2 separate regions of the Larimichthys crocea genome follow, and region 1 is linked to region 2. The links are chromatin contacts, called in public Hi-C maps. All regions are on one chromosome and are shown on one strand. The core of a region is the stretch at or near the end of the contact, and the rest is flanking DNA. Distances in the headings are between cores, read along the strand shown. Region 1 holds the start of fam43a (family with sequence similarity 43 member A). Region 2 holds the start of xxylt1 (xyloside xylosyltransferase 1).

Evidence for each region. A called contact is a pair of places that touch in the nucleus more often than the background predicts.
Region 1: a contact with region 2 is called in a Hi-C map of muscle, with 4 times the contacts expected there. The contact joins the promoter of fam43a here to the promoter of xxylt1 in region 2. A contact is called at or near these places in 4 of 7 Hi-C or Micro-C datasets (all in muscle).

The regions. Positions count from the first base shown.
Region 1 is chrXVII:22,759,217-22,765,843 of L_crocea_2.0, forward strand. It overlaps fam43a (family with sequence similarity 43 member A), which reads right to left and starts at 3,246. Exons shown (of 2, transcript XM_010736641.3): 1 at 3,101-3,246; 2 at 1,149-2,981. The coding sequence starts at 2,955. The coding sequence ends at 1,915. It overlaps lsg1 (large 60S subunit nuclear export GTPase 1), which reads left to right and starts at 4,131. Exons shown (of 14, transcript XM_019254994.2): 1 at 4,131-4,464; 2 at 5,182-5,308; 3 at 5,755-5,875; 4 at 5,973-6,059; 5 at 6,206-6,292; 6 at 6,401-6,461. The coding sequence starts at 4,366.
Region 2 is chrXVII:22,628,775-22,636,478 of L_crocea_2.0, forward strand. xxylt1 (xyloside xylosyltransferase 1) reads left to right here and starts at 5,200. Exons shown (of 5, transcript XM_010729292.3): 1 at 5,200-5,724; 2 at 7,285-7,704. The coding sequence starts at 7,378. It overlaps LOC104917762 (serine/arginine-rich splicing factor 11), which reads right to left and starts at 3,667. Exons shown (of 13, transcript XM_010729295.3): 1 at 3,568-3,667; 2 at 3,265-3,436; 3 at 2,108-2,241. The coding sequence starts at 3,386.

The DNA of each region.
Region 1 (6,627 bases), core at 1,996-4,495, 130 kb after region 2:
TCGTGTCAGTTGGTGAAACACAGTCTGTCCAGATAACAATCCCCACATCCACCTCCTCTGGGTAGCAGCAGGCCTGTTTTCTCTCTCCTGCGTGTCTTATTTAGCCCTGTTAGTGTGTAGCATCAGTGGTGAGGTAAGTGTGAGAATGGGGAGCATCCCTGCATGCTGTAAGGGCCTTTGGGTGCAGCCCTGGCAGACAGACGCACAACACTTACGCATATCAATGCATCAACATCTGTGTGTTCCGGTTAATACTGTTCTGTCTTGGCCAAATGACTGGTGAGAACTGTGTGGCATGCATGCATGCGTGGGCCTGTTGCTCTGTGTGAAAAGGAAGTGACAGTGACAGGTCTCCCACATTTAAAGCAGCGTGTGGTGTCACATCAGTCTCTGAGCGCATGTCACAATTGCTGATATGTGCTCTGATTCTGTATTTTTGTCACTGTAGTTGTCAATTTCATTTCATATAAGGAAGTAATATAGTCTTTTATTAAAGTCTCTTCCGTTTATTAGTTGTAATTCTGGTGAAGTCGAGCTGACACATGTTGCTACTAGTGCAACTGTTATGAGTTGGGTAAGTAGGGCTGATTAAAATGTACCAGCTGGTACACGAACACACAGATGCAACATTACAGCTCACAGGTTTATACTACTTGTTTTTAAGAGATTCTTTGAAATGGCTCACCAGAGGAGGACAGACGTAATAGCAAATTTAAAAAAGGCAGTCACGGTGTTAAAAGACCTCGGGTGCTCCTTCTGCCTCGTCATTAAAAGGACCCATGTGATGTTCTAACTGTTTGTGCTTGTGGTGACGTCCTCCTGTGTGGCCTGGCTTCCCTGAGGCCAGTCAGAATGAATGAGCCTTCAGTACCTTAACTCAATAACTTCTACAGCCAGTTCCCTGAAAGCAATATGACGGAAAAAGGGTAAAGACCCAGCCAAGACTGTTAAATGAAACTCATACACACCAACACAGATACTCAAGTGAGAATATATGAAACTATACAAGTGAGATACGTCTTCCTTTGTTCCCTCTTTTCATGTGACTTTTAGTCTGCAGTGCAAATCAGACCACAATTTGAGACAAAGGAAAACACAACCTACGTTTTCCAAAACAAAACTACACAGACTTCAACAACTTTATATATTTTTTTCTTTTTTATTGATAATTCTATGAGGTTCACATAACAAACCACATTTTTATTCTTTAAAAAATAACAGATTTATACTTAAAACATCTTACTTTACATCTTAATACATAACAGTGTTTTTTTCTTTTGCACAGCAAAGATATGACATTTATGTTTCGGACAACATAACAACAAACATTATGTACATGTAGTCAACGTAATACTTGAATGAACTCTACAACAGTGCAAAATAAGATAAAATGAACACGCTATTACAAAAGCGCCCTGACAGGAGAATTAAGGATGCCTGTTTAGACCCACTGAACCACTTAGGAATTCAAGACAAACTTGCTTTTAAAACGGAAAAGTTTTTTTATGGATCTTGATGAGCATTTTTCAACAGAAAAACAAAGAGGGAAAAACTTATGGTAAACAAGCTTGAGGCTACAACAAATCCTCTTAAATAAAATAGATGGAATTAGTGCCGTGCGTCCTAAGACGCACTGGGATTTTGTCGGGTCTTTCAAATGGGCATGCACTTGTTTTTTTTTCTGGGTTTTACACAATCTTAAAACATCATTCAGTAGCCTAAGTGTGTCCATGTGCTAATGTCCCAAAGTGTTAATTGTCCCAAAACCGTAGATGATCTTTCCTGAATCATCTCAATTAGTCGTGGAGGCACAGATTAGACAAACAAGGTTGACGGCAGAGGAAATGTTTCTTGTGGAGACAAAAACAAAAAAACAACAATGCGTCAGAGGCGCCCAGAAATGCCTAAAATTATTCAGGCAATTTCCTGCACCTTTACCTCCTCAAACCCATTAGTGAGCAGAGGGGGCTCCTGGTTGCTCTCTATGGAGGATTCACTCCCCGTGCTCTCTCCAGAGAGAAGTCTGGTGACTCTGAGATCAGCTTTTAGTGTCTGCACGTCGTTTCCTATGCTCATCTCTCCCAAGTCATTGATAATCTGAGTCAACTCCTGTTTACCGTTGGCTACACAATCATCGTCCGTGTCCAAAATGTCCTCACACTCAAAGTGCATCGCCTTCTCCTCCTCCTCCTCCCCCACCAAGTCTTCTGTAATAGAGCCCAGCTTGGGCGCGCTCCGGCTGCGCTCCACCGGTGGTTTGTAGTAACACTGTCCGTTCAGCAGCTTCCTGAGGGGGACCAACGGGATGGTTTGTTCCCCTATGAGCTGCTGCTGCTGGTGCCTGGCATCGTCCCTGCGTTTTAGTCTTTTGAACTCAGCCAAGGCCGTGGCCGAAGTCTGGTACAGCAGCAGCGCCATGGCTTTTGCCTTCTCCGGTTTGGACACCAGCACTGCGTGACAGCGCAGCATCACGGCCTTGTGCTTCATTTCATGCCTGTAAATCCAGGCGAAAACCTTGGGTAACCTCGGGTCCGCGACACAGTAGGTTATCCGGTGCAATAAGTACAAGTGTCCCGGCCTCCTTGCCTTATCGTCCACATGCACCATCCGGATTCCCTGCGAGCTGATGGTCAGCCTCATCTTGGTGCCGTTCTTACCCATTTCGCTTTTGCCCCAGATCTTGCTCACCGCCACGTCCGTGCAGCCGTCCCCTTTGGACTGGATGGTGGTGGCATTCCCCAGGTAAAGCACCGTGTATGTGGGGTCCTCGCTGGTGATCTTCACCTTTTTCCTTTTTGACTTGAACATGCTGCCCACCCTGTTGAGTGCGCTCTCAGGGCAGGACTTGGCGAATGAGGTGAGCGCAGAGTAGTTGAGACTCACCGCATAGCCCTTCTGTTTGGACTGCTTATCTTCCTCTATCAGGTCGAACTTATTCTTCTTCCAAGGTAGCATTTTATTGCAGTCAACAGCAATAAAGTCTACTGAGAGAGAAAGAAAATAACAAACTTTGTATTACGAGTAAATCCTAGAAGTGTTTGTTGCCCTGTCAGGTCATTTATGAGCTACTCTATGAGAACTGAACGCAAAGACACCGTACTTCATCTGTTCATCCTCTGAACTCCTCCTGTCCATTGTGCTGTCCTCGGTCCTCTCTCAGTGTCGGGCAGAGTACGGCGAAGACACGAGCTTCACGGAATATATACAGGGAGAAACCATTTGCGAGCGTCTGTAGGGGGGACCGAACCAAATGAGAAGAGACCGAAAATTGTTTTGTGTTGATTTATACAAAACTTAACGTATGCCTACTGTTCTCACATGGCTGCGGCATAATTTTGAATACAGTTAATATTAATTATTGGAAATTGTATAGCCATAAATAACCATATAAATGATAATACTGACTGACTTATTATTTTCCCACTCCATCATAATTAAGGTTTTGTTGTTAACAGGCTGACAGTATTGTTCACATTTTTAAAAGAGACTTATATAATACATTTATTTTAAAAAATAACGAGTGACTTGTGTGTTTCTGCTTCTGAAACCAACTCAGTCACTATCAACAATCTTTTGTATCGCCAATTTTGACAATAAACGTCATGACGTGGTCAGAATGAAACGCATCGGTCTTATTTTTAAAATTGTGAAACACAGAAATTCAATATAAAGCAGACACAAATGTGTGTCATGTGAGTCAGTCATCACATTGCTATGTGAGGATGTCACTCTGACATACTGCTGCTTTATGCTGCCACCTTTTGGTTCCTATCAGAAGTGTGTGTGTGTGTGTGTGTGTGTGTGTGTGTGTGTGTGTGTGTGTGTGTGTGTGTGTGTGTGTGTGTGTGTGTGTGTGTGTGTGTGTGTGTGTGTGTGTGTGACGATGGAGGAGGAGTTATTTATCACTTTGTGCAACACTAACTTTTAATTTGTTGTTTTTAATCTAGTTTAAAAGTGTATATATTCACGAAGACTGCATTCATATTCATCTGACTGCAGGTCGGCGTGAGGAACCAATGTTGGCACTGTTCCGGTTTCTTCAGGGCACCGTTGATAGCTGGACAGTCAAAGTGGACTGTACCATAAGTACGTAACTATAAACGCTCACAATAAATCAGATATTAACTCTGTTTGTAAGAGACGAACTATTAAGATGTGAAATCCGTAACTATATAAATTAATAAATTCATATATACAAGTAGCTGAGGTCGATTCCTCCGAATATTAGATTGGATTACATTGGTTTGTCCCACTTCCGGTTCATACGACAACAACGCAGTGCACATGGGTTGCAGATATCGTGTTTGCGGCTCTTCGTGTATTTTAAATTAAAGCGTCCCGAGTGGAGTCGTGACATCAGAAGTTATGGGTAAGAAGAAGACAGGCGGAGGAGCCGGGCTGGGCCGAGCTCTGATGAAGGAGAGACTGCAGGCGGGCCGAGGAAACAAGAAGGGCGACTCGTGGGTAAGGACATGGCAACAAGTATCTCACTAAACACGCTGCAGCAGAGCGCAGAGGGGAGCTACCTGTCTGTGATGTGTTATATTAAGATCACTGTTGTTCTTGCCTCTCACACGCTTCATGTGTGGTTCAGCAGAGCTGTCAGTAGAAAAATCTCATTTTATCGCTGCTCTGCCTGTCGAGAATGTAAAGTACCTAAATTAATACACGTCTGTAATAATAAAGCTACCGTGGTGAATTGGGCACAGAGCTAAAAAGTATACGTTTTTTCTGTTCAAGTTTATTTTATTTTTCTGTACATCTCAGATCCAGATGTTATTTGTATAGCCCAAAGTCACAAAGTACATTTGCCTCAGAGGGCTTTACAATCTGTACAGGGAGTGACACCCTCTGTCTTTAGACCCTCGGTTCGAGTGAGGAAAAACTTTTAAAAAATGTGGAAGAAACCTCAGGAAGAGCCACAGAGGAGGGATCCCTCTCCCAGGACGGACAGACGTGCAATAGATGTCACGTGTACAGAACAACTCAACACAAACATATTGTACAATTACAATAAATGATAAAATGCCAATGAATCACAATGAGTGATAAAATGATTACAGTAGCAGTGGAACCTGTGATAGAGACAGAGAGACACGGATGCACAGCGGCATCTGCATGTTCTATAAGACTCGTGTGGTTTGTCATGAATGTAATCTTTTACTTGTTTCACATTCGCAGCTCCACACCAGTGAGCTGAATGATGGCTATGACTGGGGACGGCTAAACCTGCAGTCAGTGACTGAACAGAGTTCGATGGAGGACTTTCTGGCCACTGCTGAATTGGCAGGAACAGAGTTTGTCGCAGGTAAATAATACCTCATATAACTCATGTGTAGGTCTTGAATTTTATGTATGTTGGGGCCAAAGATAAGACAGCATTCTCTGACACGTATGTTTAATGTAAACAACTAAACTGAATGCAGACAACAAATCCAGACTAGTTTCTGCACAGCAAATTTCGGCTTGTATCTGTTTAAACAATGTTGGATCTGGCCGTACTGTATCCACTATGTTTCCTAGGATTTGAATTGACCTTTGTTCGTAGAGTTACAGTTTGCCTCACTTTTACTACTTAGAGGATCATAGATTCATGTTTTCTTTGTTCTGGATGAAATTGGAATGTGTGCAGCAGCTTCGAGGGCGCTTGAATATGTTTTGCCTTTAAATGTTACTGTGTTATTCACTGTACTGCTGATTTCATTGCTGTTCCTGAATGTTTCCTGCGTTTTTTGGGGGTTTTTTTTTCCTTAGAGAAACTCAACATCAAGTTTGTGCCAGCCGAAGCTAGAGCAGGCTTAATAACAGCTGAGGAGAGAAGCAGGCTTGCAAAGCTGCATGAAGAAAACAAGCATTTCCTCAGAATCCCTCGACGGTAAGTAAGAGTAACAGTAGCAGATGTAGTTCAATTTTACGAAATTGCTGTAGTGAAGATTTAAAATTTTTGTGAAATTGTCTCTCTCAATTTTAAGCCCCCATTGGGATGAAAGCACCAGTCCAGATGCACTTCAGCAAGCAGAGAAAGACAGCTTCTTGGAGTGGAGACGAGAGCTTGCGCAGTGTGTAATATTCTGTAAAATCTGTGTTGTTGTTGCATGTTTTTATTGTACGGTTTATGTACAAAATCAGGAACAACATTTGTAATATGTGGTCAAATCAGTTTAGGATTATTTGAGTCAGCTAACTGCAAATGTTACCTCTAAAGGTTAGAGGAGGAACAGAAGTTATTTCTTACCCCATTTGAGAGGAACCTGGAATTCTGGAGACAACTGTGGAGAGTGATCGAGAGGAGGTAAAAACTGAAGCTGTATGCGACTTTCTGCTCATACCTGTCTCTAATCAGGAATGTTTTCTTCTCAAGTTATGCTTAAGTTTAACTGTTTTTGTGTTTTTCCTGTAGTGACGTCGTCATTCAAATTGTAGATGCCAGGAATCCTTTACTGTTCAGATGTCCTGACCTGGTAAGTGCATGAGGCAGAGATGCTTTGGTGGGAAAGAGAAGGTGTAACTAATTAAACTGTTCCAGTGTTATGTTTTTTATCTTAAGATTTCTCTCAGAGATTTACGGTAGTAGTTGATCTTAATAAGTAAAACAAACTGCCCGATAACCAGCAGAAAAACTGTAGG
Region 2 (7,704 bases), core at 3,950-6,449:
GGTTTTTAGCCAACAGTCACTAGAAAGACTAAACAATTTCAAAAGATAAACTGCGCTAAACAGTTAATGGACAAAAGCTGTGATAACATCATGAAAAAATGTGCCCAAAGCTGAAGAAAAACCAAACAGTAAAATCAAAAGGGAAAATCTTATGGAGATGATCATCCATGGTTGTGCAATCTGAAAACAGGCTATTTTTTTAAATCTGACATTTTAACATTTTTTTTAAAAGGGGGAGAGAGAGAGAGAGGGAGAGAGAGAGAGAGGGGGAGAGAGAGACATACACACACACGCGCACACACACACACACACACAACAGAAAGGACACTTGAGAAACAGGATAAGGCTGCAGAAGACAAAACTGTTGGTGGCATTTTCAGCAGGGCCTGGTATATAGGGCTGGCTGAACCAGGAAAAAGAACTGTAAAACACAACAACAAAAGAAACACCACTGTTAAACGTGAGAGTCACTCAACTCTTGCAGAGTCATGTGTGGAGAGGGTCAATTTAAAAAGATTTTTTAAAATTTTTACTGCAACATCAAGCAGAGGCTTAAAAAAAAAAAAAAAACTACTTTCATCTCTGGACTGTGTGTTAGTGAAAATTTGGATACACAAATGCACAGTGTAATAAGAAGACAAAGCTTTGGCACATGAAGCAAAGTAAATGCCAAAGGCAGTTTGTGTGCTTATCATGATTAATAACCAAATGATGTGCTAATTTTAAAATTTCCACCACATCTGCTGAAAGTAACTGTGTAGATGATGGCACACACACACACACACCTTCAAAATCTACTCTAGCATGCACAGCTGATTTGTTAATCTATCCTGCATGCTTTGTGCATTGTGTAGGGATGTCCCGAACATTTATCCTGATCAGAGTCAATGTTCTGCAAATACCAAGTCCTGGTCCAGTATTTATATATTCATTTTGTTGTTGAGCAGTTGCACAGTGTATACTCAGTCGAATCAGTCCACAGTTTGTTTGGTCAACGGCTCTGCATTAAGACAACAACAACCAGACCCACAGTACAGCCATGCAGGTGTTTTCACTCATTTGGCTCATGAGACCTCTCTCAGGACTGTGCTTGATTGACATCTCCCTCACTCCATAGATGAGTCTTTTTGCACGTCACGGCGGGACAACTTACACTTTGGAGTTCGGGGACGTAAGCAAACCTCCCACCACAGTCTCACCCAACCTGAACCTAAATAGGTCTAATCATCCAGTGACTGAAAACACCGGTGTGTATGTGTGGGGGTCTTTAATGGCTTGGACATACTATCAATAGAGAGTCAGAGTGGCTGTGTGGTGGCGGCAAATAAACTGTATGTGTGCTTACATAATGAAATTATGAGTTTAAACACAGGTTTTTCTTCTGCAGATCTTTAAGAGGAACATCTGCTGAAGAGGTGAAAATATAAACACAGGATCAGAACCGGTTCACGCTCCAAGTCAATACCAAATGATTAAAAACACTGGCCTGATACCATCCAGCAGATCTGGTCGGGGCATCCCTAATTTGATGCATGCCTACAATCGACATTTTACATTTTATTTGTAAAATATTCAAATCCTTTGAACATGTCTGAATCGAGATTTGCCCTGCTCCCTCTCCCCCACCCCGTCATTTTGCTTAAGAGTTGTGTGGCTATGTTTTTTTTTTCTTTTTTTAAAGAAAAGATGCCTTGAACAGAGAGAAAAAAAAATAAAATAAAGAGTTAATATTTTACTGCAGAACAAGAGAGAGAAGGGGGGGCTTGCGAGCCTGGTGCCATTATTTTTTCTAATCTCCTGATGGCAGCAGAGGACCACTTTCAGCCAGCAAGGAAGGGGCTCTCTGCAAATGACTTGTCCACTATGAAAACCACAACACAAATAACAGAGAGAGAAGTTTACAGCTAGATTGTAAGACATGGACACAAATGTACAATTTTTTCCCTTTTACATACCTATGCCAAGCACAGAAAAGCTTAGCTAATTTTGAATCACAATGGCTCAGATAAGTGTTTTTGCAATTCTACTAAAATAAAAAAACAACCTACACATCGTGAATGCATGTTCAGAGATGTGAGCGCACGCGAGAATAAAAACAGACACCCACCTTCAGCAAAAGGGACCACGATCAAGGCTCTGTCCACGAAGACGGTGTTCGTCAGGTGCTGGGAAACTCCCACCGATTCAGACTCAAGGAACTTTACAAAACAGACACGTGAAGTCACAGGCAAGGGAGAGTCACTGGAAAAAAATACAGATATGTTGTGCAAAGAATACAAACAAGGACAGCCAACATGCCTTCTTCAAACTGACTCGAATGAGTTTTGTGTCCCCTGTGACGACCAAGTTAATAACATGTTACGGGGCTGTAAAGTATAATCCACTCTCTGACGTCTACGTCCTCTGAACAGACCATCACATTGTATTATTCATAGTGTTAGCACAAATCTCATCAGCAATCAAACATCATGGTAAATCACTGACGCTTTGAAGCTTTATCTTTCTCACAGGTTGCCTGTGAGTGAAACTGATTTATTTAACTGTTATTATGTTGTTGTTACAGTCCTTGACAAGTCCTACCTGCCGAGAAGCCGGATGTAATTCGACAGAGGAGAATACAAAGCAGAGAACAAATTATTTCCTACTATCTTCTTGATTAAAATGCTGTATGTACTGAAGCGGGACCATAGGGATCACAAACAAGAAGTCACCGACTTTATTACAATGTTAATGTTAGATTTATTGGTTTTCCCCATTTTTCATTCATTAAAAAAAAAATAGCTGTTACATCAAGAGGTGCAGGGGTTTATTTACACTGTCGCTCATGAAGTGTCAAGACAAAAATGCACAAATGAATCATTTTACAGTGAGGTTAAACAAAAGTGTTTCAGTTTTCATTTATCAGACAGAAGGCTGTGGGCTTATACGCCTTTTCATTTACCCAAATGTGAGGAGTCACTACTAGGTCAGAAACAAATGACAGATTAAGAGGATGAGCATAAATCCACACCAGTAAAAATGGACGTCGATTAGTGGTGGTACTATCTGAATCCCGAAAGTCTGTGGAAGAAAGGGGGGTTTAAACCTACGCTAAAAGCCAGTCACACACACAGCACAGCGATCATCACACACCTCATGGTGACGCTAAGGGGAGTGACTGCTGCCGCGTTCACGAAGGGCGCGAGGCCTACTCGACGGTGCAAGGCCTCGAGACGGAGCCCGGCGTTAGCTCGGGGTAAAGATGTAAGAGTCAACAATACTCACTCGGGTGGAAACAGTTTGAGCTCCTCTATGTTCCCGAGGAATCCGAACAGAGTCCTCATCTGCTCGGAGGTGGTGCTCGGGGACACGTTGGTCACCTGGATGACGTGCGTGCTCGAGTTCATCTTCGCGGATGGCTAAGATCGAGCTAGCTAGCGTTGCGCTAGCGACGTGCCTGGATTCAAAACAAAAACAAACAAACAAAAAAACGCGAGCTAAGGTTTAGTGTCTACGACGAAAATAACATTAGGCGAACGCACGGCTCAGCATCTTTCCTGCAGGTACAGAAGATGGTTAAACATTTACCGCCGACGAGAACACAACGGCCGCGGGCACCCAGCAACAATGCCACCGCCGAATGTCGTGAGGCAGGAGTGATGCCTTCACGGGCAATTTGTAAGCTCGGACCCGTGAGTTTCGTTCAAGTAGATATACTTTATTCATCACACCGCGCGGAAATGTACTTGTTACAGCAGCAGAGGAAAGTGTAGCATACACTACAGAATTAGAAAAAAGTAGAAAAGGCCAACAAGAACAAACACAATAAACAGACAGAAATATCTATAACCTACACAATAAACACGAAAAACAATGAACCTTCAAAACAGGCAAGTACTGAGGATAAAAGTGGCATGATATATAAAAAGAGTATTGTAATGTAAAGTGACCATAGTGTAAGAAAATATTGCAAAGAAAGTGACCATGATACAAATAATAATCTTTTTGCAAGAGTAGTGAGCATAATACAAATAATATTACAAAAGTAAGTGACCGTGATATAAATTATAACTGCAAGGTATAAATGAAATAAAATAGAAAAAAATTGCAATGAGAGTACTAGGCCAAAATTATGACATAATGTGTTTGGTGAAGATGTAACAGTGGTGGAAGAAGTAATGGGAACCGTCACCTAAGTTAATATGACCAAAATACTTTTTTAAAAACTTATAAGCTTAATTTAAAGGTTCAGTGTGTAGAATTTAGTTGCATCTAGTGGACTAATCGCTGCATTGCAATCTCCTCGCATCACCCTTACATTCATGGTGTAAAGGAGAAACAACACTTTAAGGACCCCGTTTAGAGTCACAAATTTAGTTTGTCTGTTCTGGGCTACTGTAGAAACACGGTGTTTCAACATGGTGGCCTCCATGAAAGAGGACCCGCTCCCACTGTAGATATAAAAGGATCATTTTTATTTTTTTGATTATTATTTTAAGGTGATTATACATGCATGAAAACATAGTTATGAATGTTATATTCCATGTTTGCCTTATTCTAAAAATATAGTCCCCAAATCTTACACACTGCACCTTTAACTGTGCAATCTTTTCTATTTCTGTAGTTCTGTTTCCACTTTTATTATTATTCTTATTATTATTATTATTATTCTTATTAAACTTTTTATAGTTTTCTATTTGTAAGTCAGATCTTTGCACCTGTTTAAGTTCTGCTGCTATCTCTAAGCTAATTTTATAGCCTGACCCTTATTGGATTTTTGAGGCTGATACTGATTAATATTTGTGAGTTTAAAATGATCCAATAATAATATGTTATTTAATATTTGTGAGTTTAAAATGATCCAATAATAATATGTTATTATATGATGATATTTACATTATGTTACATAAGCAGGACAAAGAGGAGAAATGTGAATCATGTGTTATTGTGTTGTGTTATTTTTAAATGTTTAACTTCAAGGCAAACAATATATAGTATCATTGCCGGTGTAGAAACAACTAACCAAGTCTTTGTGTTGTTAATGTTTTAACAATTATTATGCTACAAAATAAGGTTTTGGTAATTCTACATACTGAGCAGAATCTATCAGACGAGATTAAAAAGAAGAAGTCAGCAAATTGAAATTAAGTCAACTATCATTCTTTGCTCTATCTGTTCGTACGTAAAAATGACACCTGGCATTTTTCCAACTGTACGTGAAGGCATCATGCCTCGGAATACGGCTGCTCATAGTGGGCGTGGCTAAGGTTGCGTCACAGTATTTCGTTGCTAGGCTGCTAGCTTAGGGTTTCTCCAAATCACGTCTTTTTTTTATCGTTTATCTTTATTGAAACACAAAACCGTGCAAATAGCGCAGTAGTTTTACAGCGACATGGGTACTCAGAGGCATACCGGTGATTTTAAGCAGTGCTCGGCTCAGTGTTTGGGTTAAACAAACAGTATCTCTCTCTCAACTCATCGACCCACGTCTGGGCGCAAAGTCGCCGCTTGCTAACTTCCTAGCATCTTCGCTTGTGTCAGCAGGTTTCTGCAGCGTTTATGACTCCACGTTTTGATGATATGACATTGTTTCAATGTTAATAGTGTCGTTAAAGTTCAGTGTAACCTTGGTTAATGTCGTATTGCTTCATAAAAGTTAAAGATCCGGTGCATGTTCACAGCTCAGGGCAGCTTAATCCGCCAACAAGCTGTCAAGATGGACCTACGGAGACCAACACGAGACAGGCAAGTGGATGCACCCCTGCAGAAGTAAATGATATTTTCTGTGCATGATAACAGCGTGATTTACGGTGTAACATTGGCGGGAGATTTATGAAAACCCTGCCTGCAGAGGTCTGGGAAGCCACAAGTGTACCTAATGTTTATGGAGAGAGGCAAAAGTCTAAGTGAGAGGGGTTAAATCAGCATAAAATTAAAAGTACAGGAGCAATGCAATAAATAGCAAATATAAAGGGGACATAAGGGACTTAAACAGGATTGTAATTATCTGTCTGGCATGTTACCTTCACATTATTTCCATGGACGTGGGAAATAAGGATGCTGACTTTCTCTTTTACAGGCATTTACTGTATATGTGTTATATGTATTTGTGGTAGAGGTTTGAATGCTTTTATTTATTCTTTATCAATCATGTGTCGACTATAACAACAGTATTTCCAACACAGATTACAGGTTGGATCAATCACACATGGACACACCGAGGTGTTTTTAGGGAAGTTCGAGTCCCACTGAATCAAAGGCACCAAAGATGTCAGGACGTGTGGTCAGACAGACTCAGAGAGTTCAACTCAGTCGGCTGCAGCTAGACTACATGAGATACAGGATGTGTGATTCGATCGATCTAAGTAGTGAAATATATCTAGTAACTAGAGGTGGTAACTAGAGCAGTTTAAAAGTGCTGTACTCTTCGTTAGCTTTGGTAGATCTGTAGTTTTCATGCATTGGTTCCTGTGTTGTTGCTTTGACACTGTGAAAATGAGTTATTTATATGTAGCATATGCAAAAGAAACGAATGCCGCACAGCATTTTGTATGACACGATTAAATAGACTAGACCAGCGTTTCTCAAACTTTTTACACCGTGCGCCACCTCAGAAAATATTTGGCTCTCCAAGTACCACCATCAGAAACAAATACAGTCGACCCTGTTTGGCTACAGATCGTTCTCATAGAAGATTTGTTTATTTTACACCATGTCTTTACATTTTATGGTAAAAAACTGCCAAACCATGACAGCAAAAGGCCGTAAAATATGCCAAGAGGTATGACTGCGTTTCCTGTAAGTAGTAAAACACAGTCATATTTCAAAACCTTTATTTATACACTATTTTAATGGAACGTATACAGAATAACGTATTTTATATTAGAGACTGTTACTATACAGTAAAACACATTATTTAATATTATATAATAATATTTAATGGCATATTTTATGGTCATGGTTTGGCAGACAGACCTACAGATATTTTAATATATGGTACAAATCACCAACCTTAAATGTGAAATCAACAGTACAAAAATCATTTTACTGTAATATTTTAAAAAGTTCTACTGTAATTCAACCACAGCTGCCAGTTTTTTTTTTTTTACCATACAAACAACAGTTTTTTACAGCTTATTGTTGACTGTTGTTGATCCTGAACAGAACCAGAGCTGATTTTGTGAAAAGTGTTACTCTTGCTCTGCACTTTTCTCCTCCACTTACTGAGTTGACTTATTTGAGCTCATGTTACTACTGCTTTTTACCAGTGCTGGAATGTCTGAATGAGTACTCTGTCTCTTACAGGAAAATGTTGGCAACCTACAAACATATGAGGGATACAAAATGGTGAATATTTTCCCATGTCCACCCCCATTCTCATGACACCAATAGGGAGATATGGGCATCCTAAGACTGGTAGTCAGAATCATGGGTAGGATCAGTACTTTCAGGTCCTATCAGTTTGTGCTGCTCCTGGCTGCCGCACTTGCTGTTGTAGCTTTTTACTACTTTGGCTCAGAGAGGCAGAACTTCTCCACCACCACAAAGAGGATCAAGCAGACCCAGGCCAGCCACAACACCAACAGGAACGATGCAGACCTTACAGTGGACACCAGGCTCCCACACACAGCTGGATCTGAGGAGCAAGGATGGGAAGAACAAGATGTAGGCGGAGAGAGTGAGGGATTTAGGCCCAGGATGGTGGACAGTGATGCTGGTGACCGT